2 separate regions of the Mus musculus genome follow, and region 2 is linked to region 1. A link is a contact called in public promoter capture Hi-C data. All regions are on one chromosome and are shown on one strand. Each heading gives the region's core, a stretch centred on a gene start, on an enhancer-like site or on the middle of the called end of the contact. The rest is flanking DNA. Distances are from core to core; before and after follow the strand shown.

Region 1 (3,775 bases), core at 96-2,595:
GCAGAGAGAGAAAAACTTAACCGTTCAACTCCCTTGGCGGTGGGCCTTTCAATCCCCTTTCTTTTTCTTCCTTCTTTTCTTTTCTATTTTATTTTATTTTATTTTATTTATTTTATTTTATTTGTTTGTTTTTGAGACAGGGTTTCTCTGTGTAGCCCTGGCTGTCCTTGAACTCACTTTGTAGACCAGGCTGGCCTCGAACTCAGAAATCCGCCTGCCTCTGCCTCCCAAGTGCTGGGATTAAAGGTGTGCACCACCACGCCCGGCTTTTCTTTTCCTTTTTTAAAGATTTATTTATTTTATGTATGTGAGTACACTGTCGCTGTCTTCAGACACACCAGAAGAGGGTGTCAGATCTCATTACGGATGGTTGTGAGCCACCATGTAGTTGCTGGGAATTGAACTCAGGACCTCTGGAAGAGCAGACAGTGCTCTTCATCTCTTGAGCCATCTCTCCATTCCCTTGGTCCCTTCTTAAAGTCTTGTCCTTTAATCTGATCCGCAAGGCACCCGTTCTCTTTTCTTTCTTTTTTTCTACAAAGCTCTTAAAAAGCAGCAGAAATGTCTCAAAACCAAAAAATGCAATAGAATTTTTTTTTATCCTTAAACATGGCACTCCCTCGGAGATCTCAATAAACAGGATGCTCAAAGTCTGCAAAGAGCCCAACCGGCCTAATCCCGCCAGGAACTAGAGTCGGGCACAAGCAAACACAGCCCGCGGAACGCCACCAGCCGTCCACGAAAAAGAGTGGCTTCCGGAAGAACAGAAATGATGGGAGGACCAGAGGTCTTGCAGAGTTTTAGGTAGTTAGAATTGTGCCTGTAAACGTCTCTGACCATCAAGATGGGACGTTGATTAACGAGGTGCACTCCACACAAGTCTCACAATTTTTCTCGAGGAAATTACAGCATCTCACTCAGTCATTTTTCTTTAGGCGTTTCCAGTAGCCACCCCGGTCCGGTTGCACTCTGGCGCGCGCAGGGAAGAAACGCACATAGCCGGAGGGGGGCGGGGAAGTACTTAGAGTGTGCGCACGCGTGGCGCCGCTCACGCAGGCGCAGTGCGGTCCCCCGGGCGACGACGGCGGCGGCGGCGGCTCCTCCGGGTGGTCGGCTCCCTCCCATCTCGGCCGGCCCGGGCCCGTCTCGCCCCCCAGAAACTCACTGTTCGGGGCTGTGGACTTTCTCATCGTGCCCCACGAAAGTAAATCGGGGGAGACTGGGGGAGCCGGAAGTACCGCCTCGAGATCCCCCCAAATACGATCGGGGAAACGGAAGTGGCCCTTGGTGCCAGGTTGGGGGAGACCGGAAGTGACGGTACCGTGGGGACGTCGGGGGCGGAGCCACAGGGTGGTGGGCTGTGTATGTGTGTTTGTATGTGTTTGGTCGCGTGTTGGTTAAGTCGTGTTGCTGGAATACCGAGGAGAGGCGGAGGCGGAAGGCGGGGGCGGTCAGCGAGCCCGTCCAGCCTCCCGTGAGTGTCCGCGGTCTTGGGTCGGTGGTGATTTAGGCGGGTTCGATTGTGGTGCTGCGCGTGCGCGAAGCCACTTTTCTCTGCCGAGTCTAGCGCGACCCTCCCCCCACCCCTCGCGTTGTCCTAGGATTTCCCGATCTCTCGGGCGCTTGCTCGGTCGCGACCGGTGATGACACTGGCCTCTGGTCGGTCTCGTGCTTGCTTCCCTGATTCCTAGCCCAACTGGCTCTCCCTATTGTGATTGGCATGGTGGAGCCCCTCCCACCTCTCGTCCTTCATCTCCCTATGCCGTCGATCTCCTACCCTTTGTGTTTCTGTTCCTGTGCCCCCGAATCAAAAAGGGGGGATGAGAAGGAGGATGAATATATCTGCTTGTGTATGAGAAACTTTGAAGGGATTGGGGCGGAGATTGGGTCCAGAGAGGCTTCCGGGTGTATAAAATACAGTGCGACCGACAGCGAACCCCCCCCCCTCGTTCTTCTTTAGAGAGCTGTCGGCCATGGAGCCGAGTGATAGTGCCAGTACCGCTATGGAGGAGCCTGACAGCCTGGAGGTACTGGTGAAGACCCTGGACTCTCAGACTCGGACTTTTATTGTGGGGGCCCAGGTGAGACACCAGTACTTTGTAGAAGGATGCGCCTGATTTTCTTGTCATTGACTCTTTTGTCCCTTACTGGATAGGACATCTGATGTACCTATTGAGTGAGGGGATGTGGTTACTGTTGAGTGAGGCCGATTTGGAGTCTGTCTTCACTTTGACAGAACTCAGTGAAGAGGAAAGTAGAGAGGAGGGATCTATACCTGTTCTGTGCAGACCCCAGCCCAAAGAGACAGACATGACTCTGGCCTTTGGGACCAGACACAACACAGGGGGCACCTTGGACAAGAATGGTGTGTCACAGGGACCTCAGACAAGTTTGGTGTGGGTTTTTTTTTTTTTTTTTTAAACAGAGTGTTCACAGCTTGGTACTATTTTTATAAGATTAAGGAAACCTGCTTTCATCCACTGTGAAGTAGACTTGTCAATAGCTGAGGCATGGTTTGAGCCTCCTGACCTTAGTGCACTGTGGCCACTGCATAATTCTTTGAGACAACCACCATGAGGAGGTCATTTTTGTGGTTTTTAAAGCAGATATTTAAAAAGCCACATAGACTTTTGTCTGTAGGTACATGTGATAGTTAATTTGGCCCTACCAAGAATTACTTAATGTCTTTCCGGGAGGTGGGCACAGGATCTCCTATAGCCCAGGCTAACTTTGGCCTCTGACCACTGTGCCTTCGTCGTCTATGTGGTCGTCTATGTGCTAGGATTATATGCACTATAACAGAGGACCACATCTGACTTGGCTTGGTCCTTTTTTTCTTACATAGTGAAATGTCTTAGAACTGATGGTCTTGTACTCATGATCCTCCTGTCTCTGCTTTCCAAGCTTGGAATTTCAGTTGTATGCTATTGCTATTTTTGGTTTGTTTGTTCTTTTTTTCCACCTTCCCTTATTTTTATTTATTTATTTATTGCATGTATGTGGTTCTGATGGGTACTGAACCTTGGACCTAGCACAGAGCACTTACTACTGAACCGTATATTGTGTGTTCCTTTCTGACCTTTGTTAGTTATCTTTCCAGACCCTGCCTCCCAACCCCATGGTGGTAATGGTTGTTTTGGGTTGTGTGTATTTTTGGTTTCTTTTAGAAGATTGTATTTGTTTTTATTTTATATGTGAGTGCTTTCTCTGGAAATACACATGTGCACCTTGTGTGCACTTGGTGCCTGAGAAGGTCAGACTCTGCAACCTGTGGCCTTTTCTTCATGTGGAAGTTAGGAAACTATAGCCCCAAACTATAGCCCCTACTTTGTTACAGATGGTTGTAACAACCTCGAACTCAGAAATCCGCCTGCCTCTGCCTCCGGAGTGCTGGGATTAAAGGCGTGCGCCACCACGCCCTGCTTGCTTCATTTTGTGTTTTAAGTCAGGGTTTCACTTTGCAGTCATGGCTGTCCTGGTAGTCAGATCCACCTAGCTCTGTATCCTTGAGATTAGTGGCTGTGCCAGTGCCTGTCTATCTGCATTCAGCTTTGAGATTATGGCCTTGAACACCTGCTATTGTTTTAGTTTAGAAAAGGATCACTGGTATCTCTAGATACTGGATAGCAGAGAGGGAGAAAGGGAGAGCTATTCGGCTTCTTTCGTATAGGTTTTAGTTATTTACTGTTGTTGTGATTTGGATTTTTTTTTAAATTAATTTAATCTCTGTACATTGGTCTGACTATTTTAGAACTCACTACGTAAAGCAGGCAGG
Region 2 (3,562 bases), core at 439-2,938, 53 kb after region 1:
ACGCCAGAGCAGCAGGTCTCCACCCCAGAACTGCCTTCCACAACACACCTACTGGAGCCCCACCCCTCCAACCTCGCTGGTTGCCATAGGAACCACAGCCAAAACCTGGGTCTTTTGGACAACTCTGGCCTTTTCTAGCAGTAGGAAGGGTGTGGAGGGCAAGCTGTGGGTGACCGAGATGCTCTAGGGCTTACCTCTCTGACTGAACCGGCACAAGCAGATGAACAGGATGATGACAAGCAGGAGGAGGAGCCCTCCCAGTCCCAGGCTCCCATTTAGCAGGAAATCATCTGGAAGGAGTATCTCTGAGAGGGTTTTTTTTTTCCCCACCAATTTCCCAACCTCCTGGTTAAATGTAAGTTTCCTAGCTTCCTATATTTTTCCTGGGTCCCCCTTCCCCAATTTTTTATTTTATCCTATCTTCCTCTCCCCGATCAATCCTGTTTTCTATTTTTTGACAATTTCATACATATATAAAAAGTCTCAGCCGGGCGTGGTGGCGCACACCTTTAATCCCAGCACTTGGGAGGCAGAGGCAGGCGGATTTCTGAGTTCGAGGCCAGCCTGGTCTACAAAGTGAGTTCCAGGACAGCCAGGGCTATACAGAGAAACCCTGTCTCGAAAAACAAAACAAAACAAAACAACAAAAAAAAAGTCTCTTGGTCATTTCCAAAGCCCTTTCTCCCTCTCCCCCCTCCCAACCCATGTCTCTCCCACCTTTCTGTCACTTTATGTTGAGAGTCTCATGTATCCTGGGAGGCCTTAGATTCTCCTAGTAGCCGAGTATGCTTGACTTTCTGATCCTCACACCCCTGTGTCGTGTCTTAAGTGCTAGCTTGGCAAGAGTGTACTACCATGGCTGTTTTATGTGGCTCTGGGGTCAAAGCCAGGACCCTGCTATCCTCTCACAGTTTAAAATACAGGAAAATATACTCTAGGAGATTTTGAGGGGGGGGCGGTGTTGTATTTTTGTATTAGTTTTTGTTTGCTTGTTTTGTTTTGTTTTTAAAGACAGGGTTTCTCTGTGGAGCTCTGGCTGTCCTGGAACTCTAGACCAGGCTGGTCTTGATCTCACACACAGAGATCCTCCTGCCTCTGTCCGCCATCCCAACCCCTCCGGCCCTCTTGCCCCCTCACTCCCACCTCCCCCCACTCTGGGATTAAAGGTGTGCACCACCACTGCCTGGCTTTTTTTTTTTTTCTTTCTTTCTGCAGTATCTTCTATAGTTTAGGCTGCTTCCAAATTTCCTGAAGCCTCATGCAGAGACAAGTCATGTCCTTGATTTCTAGTCCTTCGGACCACCCCACCTCTCTGGTGCTGGGATTACAGGAGACACTATAACCCAGGGCTTCGTGCCTACACATTCATTACCCAGACATATTTGTTACCCAGACTTCAACTTCTCACTTCCTCTAGAGATTCACCTACCGGGTTACCTCTCCTGACTATGCTCACTCCCTACTGTTTCCGGGTCTCAGGAGGCCCCTCTTCCACCTGTACTGCCTCATTCTGACCACTTCTCCTAATCCTGAACCCTGCTTTTCTTCCCTCACTCTCCAGCCCTCACATCCCTCCCCTTTCCGAACGGAGGGGTCCCTACTTACTGGTTGTGCAATTGTTACCAGATCCCATTGTCATCAGACATAGTCCAGGGACTGAGAACAGGCCTGAAGGTCAAGACTAAACTAATCCCTCTTCTGCTGGGCTTAATAGCTTGGGTTAGTCACGTGCCCCCAAGTTCCCCATCTCTGAGGCAAGGGGCCCCTTTACAGTCCTCATCCTCACTGGGCTGGGGATTTTATGTTTGTCTTTTTCTCTTTTTTGTTTTTTTGGCTTTTTTTGGAGACAGAGTTTCTCTGTGTAGCCCTGGCTGTCCTGGAACTCACTCTGTAGACCAGGCTGGTCTCAAACTCAGAAATCCACCTGCCTCTGCCTCCCAAGTGCTGGGATTAAAGGCGTGTGCTACCACTGCCTGGCTTATGTTTGTCTTAACATATTGTGGTACCCATTTTCCAGGCCAGGAGCCCGAGATTTTAACAAGGAAAGCCCAACGCAGCCCTATTGGTAGAGATGGATCTCTGTGAGTTCAAGCACAGCCAGAGCTACACAGTGAGACCCTGTCTCAAGAAGCGAACAAAAGCCGGGGCGTGGTGGCGCACGCCTTTAATCCCAGCACTTGGGAGGCAGAGGCAGGCGGATTTCTGAGTTCAAGGCCAGCCTGGTCTACATAGTGAGTTCCAGGACAGCCAGGGCTATACAGAGAAACCCTGTCTCAAAAAAACAAACAAACAAACAAACAAAAAAAAACCCAAAAAAATAAAGAAGCAAAAGCCAAGGGAGACTCAGAAGTAGCAGAGAAAGTGTTTAGCTGTATTGCCCCCTCCCATTTACTCTGCCCCAGGCTGATGGGGGTGGGAAAGGCAGCGGGGGGGGGGGGCACTTGGAGGAAGCTGGAAACACTGCTCAATCCTGAATGCTGGTGAGAGGGCTGGTGAAGGCAAGGGAGCCAGGGTCTGGAGTAGTTGTGGGAACCACTGGGAAACCAGAGAGAAGGGTGCCCTTTCCCAGGAGGGAGGACCTTATTTGGCTGGTGTGGAGTAGTGGCTACCAAGAATGCTTTAACTTCCCCTTGGGTACTTCCTGCCCTTTAACTGCTGGTTCCTGTTTGAGGGTAGATAGAGGCCCCTCACTTGAGGGACAACAGCGTGAAACTCAGAACCTCCCAGTTATAAGGGGCATGCTGTAGGTTTGAGGGACCCCTGAGGAGCTGTGATGAATCAGGGACAGAACAGATTATTATTAGTAGTTATTATTATTAGCAGAATTTTGCTATGTAGCCCAGGCTGACCTGAGGCTCACCATCTTCCTGCCTCAGCCTGCAGAGTATACGGCGGGCCACCACTTTCAGCTGCAGCTTCTTTTCTTTGGAAAATGAAGGCACAAGAGCTCAGAGGGTAGGGTGTGAATGCAGATTCCTTCGGGTTCAGGGAACTCCAAATCCATAGTCTGGCCTCCATTTATCCCAGCAGGTTTCCCGTCTCATCCCGGATCTCCACCCACTCCCCGCTGACCCAGACTCTTGGTTTACAGTGGGGACACATTCAACTGTTCAGAGTGGAAAGAAGCTCCCCACCGCAGGCATTCTGCCCCTCCCGCAGTTTTAGCCTCTTTCCACTGCCTCTGTGCCTCCTTGCATCTAGGAGAGGAAGAATAGCCATTGGGAGATGGTGTTACATCTTTCCTTTGAGATTCCTAGATATCATTAGGGTGGTTACTCCCTCAGCCCCAGCCTCCCGGTTCACCCTGTACTGGTAAAGGAATGTCCACCTCCTCCAGGGGCCCCCTCTGCGGTGCCGCCTTAAGGTTCATCATCTTGTGGTTTGTGCATAGGCATGGGCTCCCAGCACCTCGAGTGCCAGATAACTCTGGGGTGTCTCAGGGCACCTCTCTTGGTGTCTGGCAGCTATATGCAGCAGGATATCGATGTGCTACCAAAGGAGTAGGGAAGTCAGAGGTAGTCAGACTAAATCTGCTAACAGATGCTGACAGGAAGTGGGTGAG

Evidence for each region. Capture Hi-C pulls out chosen DNA fragments and counts their contacts.
Region 2: a contact with region 1 is called in a promoter capture Hi-C map of adipose tissue. The contact joins the promoter of Lst1 here to the promoter of Bag6 in region 1. A contact is called at or near these places in 4 of 39 promoter capture datasets (the SN4741 cell line, embryonic stem cells and macrophages), 1 of 15 datasets of contacts at CTCF or cohesin (CD8 T cells), 4 of 484 Hi-C or Micro-C datasets (CD8 T cells, embryonic stem cells and peritoneal macrophages), 8 of 115 datasets of contacts at active chromatin or transcription factors (CD8 T cells, the HPC-7 cell line, the SCID.adh cell line and 3 more) and 4 of 9 other capture datasets (adipose tissue, liver, macrophages and 1 more).

What each region holds. Positions count from the first base shown.
Region 1 is chr17:35,134,155-35,137,929 of GRCm38.p6, forward strand. It overlaps Bag6 (BCL2-associated athanogene 6), which reads left to right and starts at 1,346. Exons shown (of 26, transcript NM_001372261.1): 1 at 1,346-1,474; 2 at 1,961-2,081. The coding sequence starts at 1,974.
Region 2 is chr17:35,186,752-35,190,313 of GRCm38.p6, forward strand. It overlaps Lst1 (leukocyte specific transcript 1), which reads right to left and starts at 1,689. Exons shown (of 4, transcript NM_010734.2): 1 at 1,606-1,689; 2 at 195-290. The coding sequence starts at 1,639.